2 separate regions of the Manis pentadactyla genome follow, and region 1 is linked to region 2. The links are chromatin contacts, called in public Hi-C maps. All regions are on one chromosome and are shown on one strand. The core of a region is the stretch at or near the end of the contact, and the rest is flanking DNA. Distances in the headings are between cores, read along the strand shown. Region 1 holds the start of UPK2 (uroplakin 2). Region 2 holds the start of TREH (trehalase).

What was found. A called contact is a pair of places that touch in the nucleus more often than the background predicts.
Region 1: a contact with region 2 is called in a Hi-C map of fibroblasts, with 5 times the contacts expected there. The contact joins the promoter of UPK2 here to the promoter of TREH in region 2. A contact is called at or near these places in 2 of 3 Hi-C or Micro-C datasets (fibroblasts and skin fibroblasts).

Annotation. Positions count from the first base shown.
Region 1 is chr13:5,671,577-5,676,465 of mManPen7.hap1, reverse strand. It overlaps UPK2 (uroplakin 2), which reads right to left and starts at 2,752. Exons shown (of 6, transcript XM_036919981.2): 1 at 2,560-2,752; 2 at 1,747-1,798. The coding sequence starts at 2,592.
Region 2 is chr13:5,504,521-5,509,927 of mManPen7.hap1, reverse strand. It overlaps TREH (trehalase), which reads left to right and starts at 2,425. Exons shown (of 15, transcript XM_057490627.1): 1 at 2,425-2,587. The coding sequence starts at 2,505.

The DNA.
Region 1 (4,889 bases), core at 1,503-4,002, 170 kb before region 2:
AGAGGGTCTTAGACCAGTGCTTTTCCCCACTTAATGGGCCTATGAATCTCCAGGGAGCTTGTTAAGATATGATTTCTGATTCAGTGGGTCTGAGGTGAAGCCTGAAATTCTGCATTTCTAACGAGCTTCCAGGTGACGCTGATGGATGCTAGTCTGAGAGGCCCACACTTGGAGCTGCCAGATGCTCTGTGTCGGCTGCACCCCCAGCCCCAGCATGCACACTGGGTCCCCTGATGGGGCTCAGGGGCAGGTGCCTCTCCTGCCTCCCAGGACACTTGCCTCTGGGTGAAGAACTGAATTCTGTTATTCTGTTTGTCCTGCACCCTGGCTTTTGTCCCCGTTTACATCAGCTCCCACCATCATTCTACAAACTGCAAGAGGATCTTTTGCACGCTGAGAACTTTAGAGAGTGGACAGACTCAGTGGTGGAAGGCTGGGGGTAAGGAGTCTTCCAGTGCTTGGCACTCTGTCAGATCCCATCATGCACCCAGAAGGATGTTTGCAGCTGGGCTTGAAAGGTCTCTCTTCCCGTTTCAGTCACAAACCAGGAAGCAGAGAGAAGAGGTTGGGTTTACTGCAGGGTGGGTCAGGCTGGGGCTACTCCTAAGCCCCCATCCCCCTGGAAATCGTATATGGGACAAAGTGGCGTCGGAGAGGGCAGAGCTCTGAGCATATTTTAAAGGGATAAGAGGGCCCTGTGCCTTTAAGCCCCCCCTTCTCCCTCAGTTCCCCCCACCCTGGGCCCTCCCCAGGTTTCTGGAGGAACTGAGAGTTGCGTCTTCTCCCTGCCCTGCCGAGCTGCTCACTGGCTGCTCTGGAGGCTGTGCTTTGCGGTCTCCATGGAAACCATTAGTTGCTAAGCAACTGGAGCATCATCTGTGCTGAGCTCTCGCATCTAATTATCCCATCACAGGGGCTGAGAAGGGTTTGGGGAGCCGAGAGGAGGGGGAGGCCAAGCGCAGGAGCGAGAGGATAACTCTTTTAGTGGAGAGGGTTCATTGACAACGCTGGAGTCATTTAAAGCCACAGCACCCTGTTCCTCTGGAGGATTCCTCATGGTTTGGAGGAAGGGAACCAGGGCCACGGATGCCTGGAGTGTCTCTCTTGGACTCACTCTTTCTAGGCTGTCCACTCCTTGGATTCTCAATTCTAAACTCACCCAAGTTTCCTCTCCTGCCTCCTTCTTCTCAGATCCCATAGTCAGGTCAACAAACACTTAACTAAGTACTAGGTATGTCCCTGGAACTGTGCTAGGCAGCAGGGATATAAAGATGAAATAAGTTCCCGGCCTCGTGGAAAACCTTGGGTTTTTTTCCTTTTCACATCAGATCCTACCATCCTTTTACAACCTGCAAGAGGATCTTTTGCACGTTGAGAACTTTGGAGAGAGCGGGCCAACTCAGTGGTGGAATACCAGGGGTGAGGCATCTTCCTGGTGCTGGTCAAATCTCTACAGTAACTGGACTAGAAGATTAGCTCCGACAGCAGATGTGCTCTCTCTGAACTGTGGTACTTTTTGTCCTTGATCTACGGTAGCAGCCAGAAGAGTTCAGATCAGAACCCACGTCTGTCTGATACACCCATGGTTCTCTTTCCACAATGCCACTCTTCTCCTTGCCAGTCAATTAGAGAAATGTGTCCACTTGGCTCTGTGGGCATTTCAGCCTCTGATGGAGACTATTGTCCTCTTGTGGGTGAGTGATACCATATGACTTTAGGTGAGTCATTTTGAACCTCAGTACTCACCACATGTCCGTCTGATGGGAAATGGCAGAGCCTGTGTCCTTGAGATCTGGAGCTGGGAAAGGTGTGAGAACAGAAAATCTTAGCTGTTGAGGGTTGGAAGAGATCTGGATGGCCCTTTATTTTTCCTAAAGTTGCTTGTGATACAACCACTTACTCCAAATCTTCCAGCTTTGTGACCTCGGCCAAGATACCTACCTAACTGCTCTAAGCTGCAGTTTCCTCTTCTATAGAGGGTATAAAATCTGTCTCACTGGGATATTATGACTGTCACTCAAGCTAATTTATTTAAGAGTGCCTAGCACAGTATCTGGTTCAATAAATATTAATTTAAGTAATTCATCTTATCCTCTCCTTTTTATTAACCCTTAGTGCAGAAGAAGGCCGGAGGCTCAGGAGCAATAAACGATTTTCCCAAGATCATAGAGCTGGTAGGGAAGGAGTGGGGGTAGAATTCAGAGTTTGTTTTTCCATTTGTGTCACTGATGCAAAGGGAGATGGATGGGCAGGAAAGGTGATCTGAGGGAGAAAAGTGACAGAAATGTGGACCAGCTGTTCCTTGTATACCAAGCATGCCACAGGGGTACTGGGCACACAGGAACAGCTGGCTCACTTATTCATTCAGTGAGCATTCGTTATTCAACTCCTGTATGGTGGGAACCATGACAGCTAGTGAGATACAAGACAAGAATCAGTTCCAGCTCTCACGTTGCTGAGTTTAGAGAATGAACCCGAGTTAGCCTGGTTGGAATAAGTGGAAGAGGCTATTCCCCAAAGAGGGAGCAGTATATAAAATGGCACAGAGATATGGATTACCCTGATGCCTTCTGGGAGCTGTGAACAATACATCTTGGCTAGAACGAAGTGTTCAAAGACAGTCGTGGTGAGAACTCTGGCCACTGGCTGGACCACCAGCGGTTTTTGTATGCTTGCTCAGGAGCTTGATTTTTACCCTGAAGAAAACTGAAAGCCTTTGAGAAGTTCTAATTGTGCAAAGATCATTTTGGAAACTGTGGAGAATGTATCAGCCTGTGAATGAGCAAGCTGGAGAGATCCTCCAACCCAGCAAGGCTTCGGATAACTGCCCAGGTTAACGTCTTCACTGTAACTTCATGAGATACCCTGAGCCAGAACCACCCCAGCAAGTCTTTCACCAGATACCTGATTCTCGGGATAAATGTTTGTTTTTCTAAGCTATTAAGTTTGGGGGTAAGCTGTTATACAGTAAGTAAGAGATAACTAAGACAGGTATCTTGGGAAATTCAGATGAAATGATACTTTCATAATTGAGTATATGAGTCTAGATCAGAGGAGAGGTGTGAGAAGGGAGGTGAGCAGAAGTTAAAATCAGGAATGTGGAAAAGAGAGCTTTTTTTCCCTAAAGAAAGTAGAAGAGAAGGAGGGAGCTGAGGAAAGGAAAGAGCGTTTACAGGACAGATGGACGGGGAGTTGCTGATGAAGGAAGAATGATACATAGGAGGAAAGCCAAGAGGGAGTGGGTGGAGGGTTCCAAAAAGGTATCCAATGGCAGGAAGGTCAGAGCTGGAGGGAAGGACTGAAAAATGTCCACTGGGCCTAGCATCCTGAGGATAATGCCCACCCTTAGGGGCCGCTTCCTGTAGGTGCGGAAGGCAGCGGCCGACTGTCGGTGTACAGACGTAACTGGGAGGTGAGGAAGAAGAGTTGGAAGGTGTAGACTGCTCTTTGGAGAAGCTTGGCTGGGAAGCGAGGTTGACAGGCAGCTGGAGGGGACCTGGGCCCAGGAAGGGCTCCTCTGCTTTGTTTTAATGGCAGAGGTGCAGGAGAGGGAGGGGTGTAACTGACAGGCTCCTGGGGGAGGGAGAATGGCCCTTTCCAGAAGAGAGAAGGTTCAGGGGTCGTGGGGCAGAGAAATGCTAGACTTTTTGGGGGGTTGGAGTGGGACAGGCAGGGGATGGAAGAACTAAGTTAAGGGATCTCCCTCCTGGCAGCCCCTGCTTTCTCTGGGAAGCAGGAAACCCAGTGGGGAGAAGGGCCGAGAGTTTGGAATAGCTGTTGAGGAGAGAAGGGCACAGCTCCTAAGGGCCTTGGAAAGGCATGTTTGGTGGCAACAACCCAGCTGGGCTTGGGGACCACTCATCTTCAGGGACACTGACTGCGTTAGTCAGGGTTCTCCAGAGAAACGGGGCGCACAGGATGTGTATAGAGAGAGAGTCATTGTGCGGGTTTGCCTCCTGTGATTGTGGGAGTTTGGCAAGTCCAAAATCTGATGAGGGAGGCCGGCAGGCTGGGGATTCAGCAAAGAGCTGCAGCTCGAATCCGGAAGCTGGCAGAATTCCTTCTTTCTGGAGGGAAGAAGGCGGGAGACCAGTCTTTGTTCTATTCGGGCCTTCAACAGCCTGGACTAGGCCCATCTGTGTTCTGGGGTGCTCTGCTTTCCTCAAGGGTCACTGATTTAAGTGTTACTCCCATCCAAAGAACACCTTCGCAGATCCATCCAGAATATTTGACCAATATCCGAGCACCAGGACCCAGTCAGGTGGACACATAAAATCAACCATCGTGCTGACCTTGACATTTTGGAAGTTTTTCAAATTACTCAACGGCTTGCGTGTAGACGCGATAAAGCTGTCAGGTCGCGCCGACTCTGGGTCTGGGGTTTCGAGGCATGGAAATGTGAGGGTATCGGCAAGAATGAGACCAGGGTCTAGGCTGGAAATGAAAAGCTGCGATGGAAGTGTCCGGGGGCCGGCGTGTCCCGTGAGGTCCTGGTGGAACAGAGATGTGAGGAGTGTGGAAGAGCCGGGAGAGCGGGTGGCGACAGGGCAGAGCGGTGGCCCTCCGGGTGGCCCGTGGGGAGGGAGGGCCCCAGTTCTCCCTGCAGCTGGATGGACTGAAATGCTGTGGGGGCCTGGACAGGGGCTACAGACCCCAGTGTCTCCAGGGGCCAGGCAGATAACCAAAGTCATAAAACGAGGTGGGTCCAACTGGGTCAACTGGCTAAGGGTGTTGGGGGACTGAAGGTCCGGGTGAAGTGGAGTCTGTGGTTCCATGGGGTGCTAGGAGCCCTGCCAGCCAGGGGAGGCGGGTGTGAAGGAGGGTAGGGAAGAGCCTGTCCTTCTCCCCATCCCCCGAGTTCCTTAGGCTCTTGGCTTGGGCTGGGTCCC
Region 2 (5,407 bases), core at 1,176-3,675:
AAAAAACAAACAGAAAATTGCAAGTGTTGGGGGGAATGTGAAGAAATTGTAACTATTGTGTATTGGTGGTGGGAATGTAAAATGTTTTAGCTATTATGGAAAACTGTCTGGCAGTTCTTCAAAAGTTAAACATAGAATTACCATATGATCCAGCAATTCCAGCAATTCCACTTCTAGGTACATTCCCAAAGGAACTGAAAGCATGAGTTTGAGCAGGTATTTGTACACCCAAGTTCACAGCAGCATTATTCACAAGAGCCGAAAGGTGGAAACAACCCAAGTGCCCCTCAACAGAAAACAGATAAAGAAAATGTGATCGGTGCGTGCAGTGGAGTGTTTGTCAACCTTAAAGAGGAGTGAAATTTTCATACATGCTTAAACATGGATGAACTGTGCAAACATGCTAATGAAATAAGTCCGGCACAAAAGGACAAATGTTGTATGATGCCTCTTAAATGAAGTACCTCGAGCGGGCCAATTCAGAAACACAGAAAGTAGAATAGTGATTTGCAGGGCCATCGGGAGGGAGGGCAGAGAAGTTATCATTTAACGGTTAGAGAGTGTTTATGATTAAAAAATATTTTGAAACTAAGCTAAAGTTATAATGCAGAACATTGTGAATGTAATATAAACTGAATTGTGTACTTAAAAATGGTTGAAATGGTAAATTTTATGTTATATATCTTTAACCACAAGAAAATATGTTTTTTTTTTAAAAAAAAAGGAAGATTAAAACCACAATGAGATATCACCTCACACCAGTAAGGATGGCCAGCATCGAAAAGACTAAGAACAACAAATGCTGGCGAGGATGCAGAGAAAGGGGAACCCTCCTGCACTGCTGGTGGGAATGTCAATTAATTCAACCATTGTGGAAAGCAATATGGAGGTTCCTTAAAAAACTAAAAATAGAAATACCATTTGACCCAGTATTCCACTCCTAGGAATTTACCTAAAAAAAGCAAAGTCCCTGATTAAAAAAGACATATGCACCCCTATATTCACTGTAGCTTTATTTGCAATAGCCAAAATATGGAAGCAACCTAAGTGTCCATCAAGAGATGAATGGGTAAAGATGTGGTACATATACACAATGGAATACTATTCAGCCATAAAAAGAAAAGAATCCTGCCATTTGCAACAACATGGATGGATCTAGACGGTATTATGCTCAGTGAAATAAGCCAGGCGGAGAAAGACAAATAGCATATGATTTCACTTATTTGTGGAGTATAAAACAAAGTGAAACAGAAGGAACAAAATAGCAGCAGACTCACAGACACAGAGAAGGGCCTAGTGGGTACCAAGGGGGAGTGGGGAGGAGGGGGGACTAAAGGGGCACAATAATTCACAATCATAATATACGTTGGTCCCGGGAACAGCAGTACAGCACGGAGAATGCAGTTAACGATTCGGTAACATCTTACTACGTTGACAGACAGTGACTACAACTGAAGCGGCGATGACTTGACAGTATGGTAACTGTTGAACCACTTGTATAATTGAAACCAACATAAGGTTGTATATCAATGATACTTTAATAAAAATAAAAAGGAAGGGCGTATATAGTATGTGGAGGCAGGGATGGCAGGAAGGAGGCGGGCAAACAGAGGTGAGCAGCTATTCCACCGTCCCCATGGGGAGGGCAGGGGTGCTGCCAGGGAGAGCACAGGGCCTGGCCCTCTTGTCTTGTGGCAAGTGCTGCTCAGGCCCCACAGTGGGCACCCCGGACAGCGAGCCTGAGTCTTAAAGCGACGGTCACACAGTCACTCAACTCACACGGTGAGGGGGGCGGTAAGCACCTCCCCCACGCTGGCATCATTTCAGGCCTGACTCACGGGTCCGGGAGCCTCCTGATGTGCCCCTGCCCCACCCCTGCCCCTTCGGCTCATCCTGATGCTGAGGGCTGCGCTTCTCCCCGTCCCTTAGCAGGATGCCTCCAGCCCGTTCCCTCAGCAAACTCCTAAGTGATCTGCAAGGCCCGCTGCAGACGTCAGCACTCAGGTGGGTCACCCTGCTCTTCGTCAGGCAGGTGGGGTGTGCTCCCCTGACCTCTCGTGGAGTCCCTTGTAGGTAACGGTGAGAGTCCTGGAGTTTCTCACCACCCCTGGGATGGAATCTTGAGCCATTCTGGAAAATGTTGATGGAAATGGCAGCCCTCTGAGGTGGTGGTCTTGGGGCCACCTGAGAAACTGGCATCTGAGTCACAGATGTGTGGCCTAATTTGACCCTGACACTCAGGTGCCCCTCCACCCCCACCCCACTTGGCTCTAAGGAAGGGCATGGGCAGGTGGCACCGGCTGAGACAGAAGCAGAAGAGGAGAAAAAGTCCAAAGCTGGAGGTGGGGAGTGGGGGTGGCCACGTGTAGGCCAGGCTCACATCCCCTCAGGCGGCCACACCTCAAACCTGGACTTTGGCTGCCCTGAGTAGGCAGGCAAGCCAGGCTGTGCCCCAGCCAGCAGGAGGGGCCTGGACTGGCTCATTCGCCACAGCCACAGCCGCCATGCCTGGGGACTCCTGGGAGCTGGGCCTGATGCTTCTGCTGGGGCTGGGGTCCCAGGCGGCCCTGCCCCCACCCTGTGACAGGTAGGGGCAGAAAAGACATCTGGGGACAGCACAGGAAGGCCAGGCTGAAAGGCTGGGATGAGCTGAGCGCTGGGGTCAGCCCTCCGGAGGGAAGAGAGGCAGGGGGAGCTGGGTTTCCCACGCAGCAAGCCCTGTGCCAGGCACCAGAGCTGCGGTGCTGGGAGGAGACGGAGCCGCCGGAGGCCGGCCACGCGCGGTCCAGGAGCCTGCTGGCCAAAGCCTCCCTCTCTCCTGCCCTCCCTCCAAGCTGCTCCTCGGGCTGTGCAGGGCTGTTCTCAGCTTTTTTCTAGGAAACTTTCTGCCCCATTTCCCTAGCCTGGGTGTGACAGGGGTTGTAAGGTCGAGAAGAGCTCCTGGGTTAACCCCTGACCTCTGTGATCAAGGGCAAGTGCGACCTCCTTCCAGAGCCATAGTGTCCATCTCCAAATAATAGAGGCAGGGGACCTGTCCTGCCTCCGGGGCTCACAAGGCGTTGCCCATTCTTCACTTGACCTGGATTTATTGAGTTCTCACTCCATCTCTTGACTGCAGCAGTGAACAAGAAAAGCGAGGTCCCTACCTCCACGGGCCTTACCTAGTAAGCAAGAAAAGTAATACTAGAAGCTAAATACTGATAGAAGCACAATTAAAAGTAAAATGAAACTAGGGGGCTGCTCATGGGGGTGAGCAGAGCTGTTTCAGATAGGACAGGGAGGGAACGTGTCTCTGAGGAGGTGATGTTTGAGCAGGGCTATGGAAGGAACCGTCCCTGTGCGGATCTGGGAGAAGACAGTCCACACATGGAAACTGCAATGCAAAGGCCCTGAGGTCACCTTTTAAGGATCTGGGGTGGTCTGAGTGGTTGAGACTGGTAGAAATAGGCCAGGGAATAGGCTGCAGGGAAAAGGGGCCAGGGCTTGGGCTCCAGCCGTAGGACCACAGAGGTGAGAAGTGCTTCAATATGGAATATAGTTTGAAGATTAGACTGATAAGACTTGCTGATGATTGATTGTGGAATATAAAGAGAAAGGACATATCTGGGATAATTCATGGGTTTTGTCCGGAACAATTGTAGTAGGGATTTCAGAGAAGCCGTGGATCAAGAGGTTTGTCAAGTATTAGGTCAGTTGCCAAAGGGTGCAAAGACGGCCGTGCTGGCAGTCCTAAGACCGCCCTCAGCCTCTGCGGCTTACTAGTACTCACCGAATCATTATATCCGTGATTGTAGTTTATTGCAGTGAAAGGATACAGATTAAATCAGGAAAGGTAAAAGGCATTTAGGGCAGAGTCAGGAGAGAAGAAACACAGCCTTCCAATCGTCCACTTCCAGTGGACTTAGGTGGATAGCATTTAATTTTTCCAGGCACAGTGTGTGACAACAGGAAGCTCCCCTGGTGTCCAGGAGTTTTACTGGGGACTCATTACAGAGGCATGGAATCCGCATAGCAGATCTTAGTTACTCAGTTTCCAGGTTTCTAAAGGTCCTGGTGATACTGGGTGGTCCTCAGCCCCCACCATAAATCACATAAAATATCATATATTATTTGTGCATTAAACATCTGGTAAGGCCCAAGGTCCCAGGTAAACAAAGATTTATCAAGCGGGGCTCCAGCAGCCGAGAGGTTATCTCTCAGGAGTCAGGCACACACCAGACTCTTAAAAATATGCAGGGTTGCAGGGTTGAATACACCAGACCTGCTAAGTCAACCCTTTACTGTAGAAGCTACTTGTTGTATAATGAAGAATTTGTCTAGTCGTTATCCTGGGTCCTGGGAGGTAACCTCTAAGCTCTGGGACTTTCAAGTGACAGGAGTGCATCTGGTATTCGGGGCAGGTCCTGACAGTTTATGTTAATGAGATGACTATGGTGGGCCCTACACGGGTCCTGCTAATGAGAGGACTCAGGAAAAGGGGAGGCCACACCAGAAGGACCATGTGATCACACGGTCAGGGCTTTGGGACACATGAGCCTGAGCTCCAGGGAGGAGAGGAGGGCTGGAGATTGGAGTCAATCACGTGGCCAGTGATTCAGTCAATCATCCCTATGTAATGAGACCCCAATAAAAGCTCTGGACACCAAAGCTCAGTGGAGTCTCCTGTTTGCTGAGCATTTCAGTGTGCCAGGAGGGTGATACGTCCTGATTTATTCCTTGTAATAAAACTATAATCATATAAATATACTGCTTTCCTGGGTCCTATGAGTCATTCTAGTAAATTATTGAACCTGAGGAGTTCGCTGCCAAATTTGTAGCCAGTTGGTCAGAAGTGGGATAACTTGGGGACCTCTGAGCTTGCAACTGGAGGTGGAGTGAGGGGCCTTACTGGGGACTGGACCCTCGGCCTGGGGACGGTGTCTGAGCTAGCTTGTCATGCCAGTTATATCACAGCACTGCAGCTGATGGTCAGGGAATGTATGATTTGCTAGAATGACCTACCCTGCTGAAACATGTGGCTCGGGAAGAGCAACACGACAGCAAGGGGTGAGGTTCCTTTGATTCCTTGACAGCCGCAGGGTCACCCATGGTTCTGAACAGCAGCTGGGCTGTGATCAGCTAACTGGACGTAAAAGCTGCCGAGGGAACGTAGAGATCACAATCCAGCTCCTAGGCTGTTGGCTCAGGGGATGCAGAAGAAAATGCAAAATAATAAAAAACTACAAATATAATCCTTTGGTTACTGTTATCCATAAAAGCAAAATGAAAGTGAGAGAGACGGGCCATGCTTAGATTCTGGCCAGCCTCAACCTCAGCCTCTCGTCTTAGGGCCCCGGACGCAGACCCTGATTCCGGCCGGCCTGAGGCACGGCCTGCAGCCTCTGAGCCCTCTCCAAAGGAAAAAATT